Linked DNA regions of Gossypium arboreum: regions 1 and 3 are each linked to region 2. A link is a contact called in public Hi-C data. All regions are on one chromosome and are shown on one strand. The core of a region is the stretch at or near the end of the contact, and the rest is flanking DNA. Distances in the headings are between cores, read along the strand shown.

Region 1 (3,047 bases), core at 77-2,576, 210 kb after region 2:
TTCTAGGGCATATTTGAACTAGTCCAGCTGGGATTATTGCATGCTGGCGGAGGTACAATTTGTTAAACTAAACTAGAGCCTAACTGTTTGAAATGCAATATCAACACAACATGTATGGCAGCAGACACTGTGACTACTTTTGGTACGGTCCTTCACGATGCCGAGGGGCGTTTTGTAGTCAGCTTGACTGTTTTCTTCTCGGTACTATATGATCCACTTATGGCCAAAACACTGCTCATCCGAGAGGTTCTCTCTTGGATTAGTCAAAAAGGTGGGACAATGTTCATGTTGAGTCAAATAGTAAGGATGCTATTACTTCACCGAATGATCAAATTTTGGGAATATGTGAATATTGTTTAATTTTGTGCAATTGTTTACATTTGAAAGTATATTTTCAATGTTTGTCCTTCCATTAGACACGTCAAACTATTAATAAGACGACTCATAGTCTGGTTAGAATGGCCTTATCCCTACTTGAATTGTACATCTTTTATTTCTCCTTCTTGTCCTTTTTATATTTTATGTTTCAAGCAATGTGTGGATAACTTTACAATTGAAATGACTGTTTAAGACTAAGTGTAAGAGGTAAGCCTGTTAGCTTGAGTTTTGTGCAATTCTCATTTAATTTAGTGTTGACTGTTTTACTTTTTTTTTTTTATAGTTTTAATAATAAGCCATTTACTTTTAAAATAAAGTTTTTGACTCAGTGTTAGGAGTCAATTGAAAATTAATTTAGTTAGGGAAATTACAAAAGTACCCTTTTATAATTAAAATAAATTATATTATTCGAGAGTATCTTAGTTTTTTGTTTTCTAAAAATCAATAAAATTTGTATGTGATTAGATTTAAAACCACACCAATTATATTAGTAAAATTTTAAATTTATCACTCAATTAAAATTTTATCTTAATGTATTTTATATTTTTTTATTTTAACATGCACAATTTATTACTTTTATTGGTTGTATATATAACTATACTATTTATAAAGTACTTTATTAAGTTGGTATTACTCATCAACTGAATTTATTAAGTTGGTATTACTCATCAATTGGATTCTAACTCAATTAGGGAATTACTAAAGAATTATTTTATAAATTAATAAAAATTATCCGTAATTTAAATTTGAACCAATGACATGAATATAATTTTTTTATCATTTAAGTTAAAGTAATTTTTAGTTTTAATATAAAACTTTAATAAATATATTTGTTATATAAATTTATGTTATTTGACATATTTAATGTGTATTTATTATTAATTAGATTTATTTACTATATTAAAATTTTTATATAATTAGAAAATAATTTAAATATATTTTAATTGATACGTAAGGGTACAACATCTTTTAAACCCTAAAGTTTTTGTTCATTTTTTTGAAAAGTTTTCTCTCATTATCTTCCTCCAACCATTGTCCATCTCCTCTCTCGTCTCTGCAAATCAGTTTTTTTCTTTCTTTTTCTTCTCTTCTCTCACCGCCCTGTCCGCTGGTACTGCGCCCCAAATTGCCGAGTCCGGGTGACGAAGGCTGCAGCATTCCTTATTTGATAATACAGCTGAAATGAGAGAAGGCTATTCAATACTTCTTGAACTTTCTGATGTTGACCCTTTCTTTGACAAGAAAAAGGTTAGAGAAAACAGTAAACTTGTTTTAGTCTCTTTCATTTTCTTTACCAAAATAATTTGATTTAGGGATTTCCTTTCAAGTGTTACTAGTAGTAATCGTTACTCTCTAGAGTAGTAAAGATGAATAAAATGTGAACTTTGGCAGTATGCAGCAGCCTCCATTTTAAGCGTGTATGGTGTATCTGATTTATGTTTATCAGATACGTTTAAGTAGAGAAATATAAACTAGACTGACATGTAATAAAGTTTCTAAATTAGTTGATGATGAAAATGTTCTATGTTAACAAACTGTTCTTTCCCATGTTTGATAGATATTACTCAATGATATGGGATTTGATGTCAAGGAAATTGTACATAATAAGAGCTCTTTGGATCGTGATTCACTAAGTACTACTTTGAATCAAATGCTACAGATAGCTAGAATCATACATTTAGATGAGGTAAGTTGCTAATTTCCTATTTCTATCCATTGGTATTTACTGTGAATGTGAAGGAATTTTTTTTTTTAAATTCTTTCTTGCTTCAACTTGTAATCTCCTTTTGTGAGATGAGGGTCAAATAATTTGATGAACTTTCTCTTCCTCAGGGATCATTCTTCCCTTTTAGCTTTTACTTATGTATCTTGATTATGTAGTCTAATCAAGGAAAATAATGTGGTGTGGTTTAGGAAGAAAACAACAGTAATCAAAATATTTAGAATCGTAAACTGAGTTAGAAAGAAGCTAGAACTCTAGAAGACGTAGGGTTATAGAAAACCTCTAGTTTCTATTACTTGAGAGATAATAATATCTAGTAATTAGGCACACGCATTTATGTACGTAATGAATTAATTTTGAAGTATTAATATCAGTCTTTTCTTAAAAGTTTATGATAATTTTTTACTTGACTTTAATTTTAATAGATAAAAGATAAATATATTAATAGTTATGTGCTACCATGCATACAATAAAAATGTAAAAAGTAACTTACCTCAATGCCATATGTATGGAGAGGCAAAAAGGGAATAATTATGGAAGATTAAAAAGTTTGAATGTTGTGAGTAGTTGTTAAAGTTGTGCAAAGTAGTAGTTTATTCTGTAAGTTAGTCATTAATGAGTTCTTTTTTATTCAAAAAAGAATAGTTAAAAATTATTGAATTACTTTTATAGCCTATTTTCATTATCTATACTATTACTTAAATTTAACTTTGTTGACATTTTTTCAATTGAGTTGGTGTCTGGTTAACTAGTGATGCCAATTAATTCACACTTGGCATGCTTGATCCTTATTAATAAATGATCATAAATGGCATGAATTCGTCCCACCGAGGACAACATTTAGAGCCCAAGCATCAAGTTGATTGTCAATTAGCGCTGTTGCAAATCTGCCAAAACCAGCTTTCATGTTCAATACATTTCTGAGTTGAATTTTCTTTCAATGTAG
Region 2 (3,093 bases), core at 302-2,801:
ATTAAATTTCAATCATGTTAGTAATTAAAATAGAAAATTTCAAAATTCAGTGACCAAAATAGAAATATGTTAATAATTGGATGATTATTTCTATAGTTTACCTTTAAAAATATTGGTATCCCAATAAAAATTTTGGAAGCTTATGAAATTAATTGAATACCAAAATCTCTATCATATACCAAAATTTCTAGTAGATATTGAAATTTCTAACTATATACAAAAAATTCTAACGCAATACCAATATTTTGGTATCATGTTATAGATTTTAGTTCGGTTCTTGTAAAAAAATTATTTATATCTGTTAAAAATATTGATATTACTTTAGAAATATTGGTATCGCATTGTTTTATAAATTTTGCAACATCAAATTTTTGGTTTTGCATTAGAAATATTGATATCCTATTCAAAATTTGATAGCATACCAAAATTTATAATTTAAATCAAATATCAAAATTCTTAACAGATATTTCTAATGTGATACCCATATATATAACGCCATACTCAAATCTTTCTCCGGAAATCTCAAAATTTTTAGGTTCCACTAATCGAAATGTGGAAAATCTTTTGAGGACAAACTCTTTTTTTCATATCATTTTAATTTTCCTTTTAAGACTTCATATTTTCTTTTCTCTTTTCAAATTTAAAGTATATCACTAAAATAATTTCTGATGGTTAAAAAGTTAAAAATTAAATAGAATGTATCCATAAAATTAAAAGCTAAATAAATTATTATGTCCTTTTTATATTTACTTACATGTGTTTTCATCCATTTTACAATTTAAGATTCTAAATTTTGAATTCAATCTACAAAAATATACATCCACTTTTTCCTATCAATTGTTAAGGTGTATCTAGTATTAATTTTAAAAATACTTTTTAGGAGAAAAAACACTTTTAAACAAAAATATTTTTAAATAAGCTGCTTTTTAAGAGAAAAGTATTTTTTAAAGTCAAAATTTGGTTTAAAAATATTTTTTTAAAAATAGAAAATTAAGTGTTTCTTCTAAATTAAAAATTGGTTCAAAAACATCTTTTAAGAAATCAAAATTTTTAACTTAATATTGATTAGCAATTTAACGTCAGCCCATAAAAGGAAATATTACAATATTGGGAAGCCATAATCATAAACATAACACATTTGACGTATGAAACAGCCGCACGCAAAAGGTATCTTATTCCGTTGATTTGCAACCTTCCATTCCATATTCTGTTCTTCAATTTCCATTGTTTCTAAATACAGTCCTGATGAATTTTTTTTAAAAATTTTGAATTAAGAATTAAATTACATATAAATATTTGTTTCTTTGTGGTTACCTGCGGCGGCAACAACAGTAAATCCTGTTTAATCTTTTTCCTTATTGGAACTGAAACATAATTCATTTCCCTCTCTCATCCAAGGCAAAGGCAGGGCAGCCAGCATCTTAATTCAAATCCCCCATGATTATATGATAGTCTATTATGAAGAAAATGAAGTCGGTAGCCGACAAAAACAAGTAACTCAAAGCACCCCCCCCCCCAGGCCATTTACCTAAACAATACCATAGGCCATAGGCCATAGGCCACTGGCCCCATCTCTGATCTCACTCTCTCTTCCTTCCCGATACTCTAAATGCGAACATCCTTTTTGCTCCTCTTTCCCTTCCTACTTTATATGTATATATATCCCCCAGTCACTGCCACAGCCACAGCTACAACACCACAGAAATGAGAGAGTACTGGAACTCATTTGCTTCACTTCTAGGGGTGTTGGCCTTTTGCCAAAGCCTCCTCCAACTCATTTTCCCACCCCAACTCCGCTTTCTCTGTCTCAAGTTCTTCAACCGTATCTTCCATTTGTTCTCTTCCTACTGCTACTTCGACATCACTGAAATCGACGGCGTTAACACCAACGAACTCTATAACGCTGTCCAACTCTATCTCAGCTCCTTTATTTCCATCAACGGCAGCCGCTTGAGCCTCACTCGCGCTCTCAATTCAAGCGCCATTACCTTCGGCCTCTCCAACAATGACTGCATCGTCGATACGTTCAGTGGTGTCACCGTGCTTTGGGAACACGTTGTGATCCAAAGGCAATCCCAGACCTTTTCTTGGCGACCATTTCCGGAAGAGAAAAGAGGTTTCACTCTCCGAATCAAGAAGAAAAACAAGTCCTTGATTCTTGATTCCTACCTGGATTACATAATGGAGAGGTCTAATGAAATCCGAAGGAAGAACCAAGACAGGCTTTTGTACACCAATTCTCGTGGTGGGTCTTTGGATTCCAGGGGACATCCTTGGGAGTCCGTTCCATTTAAGCATCCAAGCACCTTTGACACATTGGCTATGCATCCCCAGAAGAAGCAAGAGATCATGGATGATCTTGAGGATTTCGCCAACGGTCAGTCCTTTTACCAGAAGACTGGGAGAGCCTGGAAGCGGGGTTACTTGCTCTACGGTCCGCCAGGGACTGGGAAATCCAGCATGATTGCAGCCATGGCAAATTACTTAAGCTATGATATCTATGATCTTGAATTGACTGAGGTCCATAATAATTCTGAGCTGAGGAAGCTGTTGATGAAAACAAGCTCCAAATCCATCATTGTGATTGAAGATATTGATTGTTCGGTCAATTTAACTAACAGGAAGAAGAATAACAAAAGGAACTACTGTGATCCTGAAGTGAGATGTGGGTCAGGTTCTGCATGTGGTGGTGAAGATGGAGGAAACTCCATCACTCTTTCAGGGCTGCTGAATTTCACTGATGGGCTATGGTCTTGTTGTGGGAGTGAAAGGATTTTCGTCTTCACCACAAACCACATTGAGAAACTTGACCCTGCATTGCTCAGAAGTGGTAGGATGGATATGCACATTTACATGAGCTACTGTTCATATCATGCGTTGAAGATATTGCTGAAGAATTATTTGGGGTACGAGGAAAGTGATTTGGATTACCATGTTTTGAAGGAACTGTCGGATGTAGTTGACAAGGCAGAGATGACACCTGCTGATATCAGCGAAGTTTTAATCAAGAACCGCAACTACAAGCAAAAGGCTGTCACTGAATTGTTGGAGGCCATGAAGACCCGCGCTGACAGGAATTTCAAGTGTGGGAGT
Region 3 (3,320 bases), core at 331-2,830, 170 kb before region 2:
AGGGACACTGCGATTTGTGAGAAAGAAAAAGAGCGATCCTATTTCCAACATGCTTTGGCTAAAATCAAATGTCAATTATCACATTAGTGTGCAAGTAGGACCCACATGCAAGTAATTGGGACTGATTTGCATTGAAGGATAGCAAGAAAAAAAATGAAAAAGGAAAGAATAGCCTACTGATTGGCATTGAGTTGAATGCTGATGTGCCTGCCTTATCAGCTCCGTATTTTTCTTTGTAGTTCCTGTGACGTCCTTTGCATATTGAGAATGTCAGTGACATAAATTGAAGCTCAATGATCCAAATGAAACTTTAACACTTAGAATACCACAATCCCTTTAGTTTCCTTTGAAGTTGATCTTATTGTTCTATTTTCTACACCATGATGAAATAGCAATACAGAATGTGCTCTCAGTAGTGGCATTTTGTGATATTAAAAAAAGAAAGAAGAAAAAGCAGTATTTTGTGTATTGCATGGAACTTTGAGAAGGATGTAAAGATTAATCGTTTATTATGGTAAACCATATTTTGATTCATTTGATATATTGAAAGATGATGCTTAAGGTTATCAATTGAAAGAGTCAAAAACAAGAGTGCTAAGCAGTTTGGATTGATTCTAACATGCATGGGAACCATGACTTGAATAACTAGTTAGTCACAGAAAGTTTATGAACACTATTTCCTTGGGACTATGATGAACAATTTTTTACCAGTAAGAATGATCAAAAGCATTTTAGTTTCTGTAGGTTAAATTCAGCCGATGTGTTAGCCATCTTCCTGTAGCTTATCAGATTAGTTGTCAGCATTTTATGCTCCTTTTTTTGCTGCTTTATGTTCTTTTGCGTTGTCATAAAAGCCTTGCTGTCAATTTTTGAATGAATGTTTTCTTTTTTAGGACTGATAAAGGTCAGGCATTGAGGGCATCTTATATCCATTCTGTCAACCCCTTCACTTGTGTTGCTGCTGAAATGGCTCATAGATTTTCTACCTACGAAAACACTTTCACCATTGGAAGTTCTCATGCTGTGGATCCTTTTACCGTGGTAAAAACACGGTTCTCTGACAATGGAAAGGTTGCAATGCTGTGCCAACGTGAATGGAGGCCCAAGTCACTTGTAACATTTTCGGCAGAGTATGATTCAAAGGCCATAAATGCATCCCCTAAGATGGGGCTTGCCCTTGCTCTCAAGCCTTGACGGGAAGATCTCATTTTGGATTCCATATTTTTAAATTTTGATTTGTCCTTTTCCCCGAACCCTTGGGAGGGTGTTATTCACCCAGATTATTTTGTATCGGAAGATTATAAAAGAAAATTGTTCAGATACTGAGTTGATGAATGTTTTCACCAGATCAATGGTGGGGGAATTTAGCCCAAATTTGCCAAATTTTTATGAGGATAACAGCACAGCAGTTTTTGTTGCTGAATGCTTCTAATGTTCATGTCGTATGATAGTAGGGGGTGTTTCCCCTAATGTTGTATTGAACTAACCAGATTTGTGGTCAACAATGCCTTGTTGAAGTAACTGCCTTTTTCTTTACACATGATTTCCGTGCTCAGTGCAGTGGGTAGCAGCCAAGCTTTTACAATTTCATCCAAGCGTATGTATATTTTGATCTTTAACAATTTCCTTCTGAATTTCCTATTTTGGGGGAACTGTTATGAATGGGTTGCATGCTTTTTGAATTAACAAAAAATAAAACAGGGAAGGCAGAAGCATGTGGGGGTGGCTTAGGCCTGACAGAAGAATCTCTGCAAATTTAACATTGCTATTGCCAGTGTTGCTGTAGGTTTGGTTTATGCGGGAATCATCATCATAATGTCACCGTTCCTTCAAAGTTCTAATATCTCTGACTCTTGACTCTTCCCACGCTACCATCTGCAATTTGAATGTGATTCTGTACGGCCATTCTGAAGTATAACATTGAAGCCAAAGCTGAGTGAGATCAGACCCCAGAAATAGAAAAGAACAGGTATTTGCTTTTGCTTATTGGGTTAGCTTTACTTGTAGTTACTTGTGAGACTGAGAGGAGATGAGGAGCAAGTGGGTTGGCTGGCATCAAATCCACTAGGCTTGTTGCATGCCGCCAATGTCATGCATGCCACTCAATCATACAAAAGCATCACAGAGACAAACCCAAAAAAGATTCTCTTTTGATAAAAACTATGCAACTTAATTAGGCTGTCACTTGTCCAAACTAAATCAACAAAAACAAAACTGCTGATAGAAGCCTCAGCCTATACAGATACCGATTATCATCACGTGCTGTCCTTTTACTTCCTTCTCCTCCCTAATTTTTTTATTCTTATAACATCATCCATTCTCAATGAGACACTTATAATAAGTTTGGTTCACTCAAATGAAATGAAATAAAATAAAATTGTAATTGAATAGAATTAAATAAAATAAATATTATAATATAATTCATGAATTTAATTTAGAGGAATAAGTGTTGCAATAACATAAGGAAAAATCTCGGATGACAAATATGCCCTCTAATAATTTTTTAAAGAATAAAAAGTCCAAAAATGTTAAATGCTGAAGGTGATTAGTATACCCTTTAATTTAATTTAATTTAATTCTTTGTAAAAATGTAAAAAAATAAAAATAAAAAATCTCAATATACCCTTTAATAAATTAATTTTAATATAAAAATAAAAAAAATGCTACACGAGTATGATACTCTGATATGGACTACTATTTTTTTGGGTTTGCATATGATTTTAAGTTGCAAAATGAAGGTATATGAAATTATACCAAATATAATAACATCACTAATATTATTAAAGGGTGTGAAATCTAATGGAGGAGCTGGATTTACATGAAATTGAATGAATTGAGATAATAAAGTTTTAGCTAATGACAAGAAGTTGAGATGCATTTTTATAACAGAAAAGCATTTTCATTACTGACGAAAATTCAGATTACATATAGCGATAGAGAAGCACTCTAGTTAAAATTTCAAAGAGCCAACATCACACTCACATCTAGCAAGTTCTATTAACATCCAATTCTAATCATTTGAAGGTTGTACACGCATCCACTACAGCAAATACTAAACAATCCCATTCCCTCAACGAGGCTTTTCTTTTCTTAATCTCCCTTATAACCAATTGAAAATCAAACTCCACCATCAGTTTAGAGAAGGTATAAGAAAATACCAGCCCTAACCCTTTCTTCATAACAAGAAATTTTTGCATGAAAATCAAACTCCACCATTAATTTAGAGAAGCCATAAGAAAAAACCAGCTCTAATCTATGTGTTGTAACCATTTTTTTTGAAAAACGGGGATCGACTTGGATTTGAAAACTAAATAACGGGA

Evidence for each region. A called contact is a pair of places that touch in the nucleus more often than the background predicts.
Region 1: a contact with region 2 is called in a Hi-C map of leaf, with 1.9 times the contacts expected there. The contact joins the promoter of LOC108465148 here to the promoter of LOC108486763 in region 2. A contact is called at or near these places in 2 of 5 Hi-C or Micro-C datasets (both in leaf).
Region 3: a Hi-C map of leaf shows a contact between it and region 2, with 3 times the contacts expected there. The contact joins the enhancer-like site here to the promoter of LOC108486763 in region 2. A contact is called at or near these places in 2 of 5 Hi-C or Micro-C datasets (both in leaf).

What each region holds. Positions count from the first base shown.
Region 1 is chr8:96,945,786-96,948,832 of ASM2569848v2, reverse strand. LOC108465148 reads left to right here and starts at 1,326. Exons shown (of 11, transcript XM_017765473.2): 1 at 1,326-1,626; 2 at 1,937-2,065. The coding sequence starts at 1,561. LOC108465149 (a long non-coding RNA gene) reads left to right here. Exons shown (of 6, transcript XR_008286977.1): 6 at 1-473.
Region 2 is chr8:97,158,799-97,161,891 of ASM2569848v2, reverse strand. LOC108486763 (AAA-ATPase At5g57480) reads left to right here and starts at 1,551. Exons shown (of 1, transcript XM_017790975.2): 1 at 1,551-3,093. The coding sequence starts at 1,705.
Region 3 is chr8:97,325,506-97,328,825 of ASM2569848v2, reverse strand. LOC108470303 (mitochondrial outer membrane protein porin 4) reads left to right here. Exons shown (of 7, transcript XM_017771605.2): 7 at 894-1,521. The coding sequence ends at 1,194. Among protein-coding and RNA genes, the nearest start is that of LOC108470303, 6.4 kb to the left of the region's middle. Within about 2 kb of position 1,580, at least 2 of the 2 cell types and tissues checked have an H3K27ac peak or open chromatin away from gene starts, as enhancers often do. A contact at or near this core is called in leaf, where this site is marked.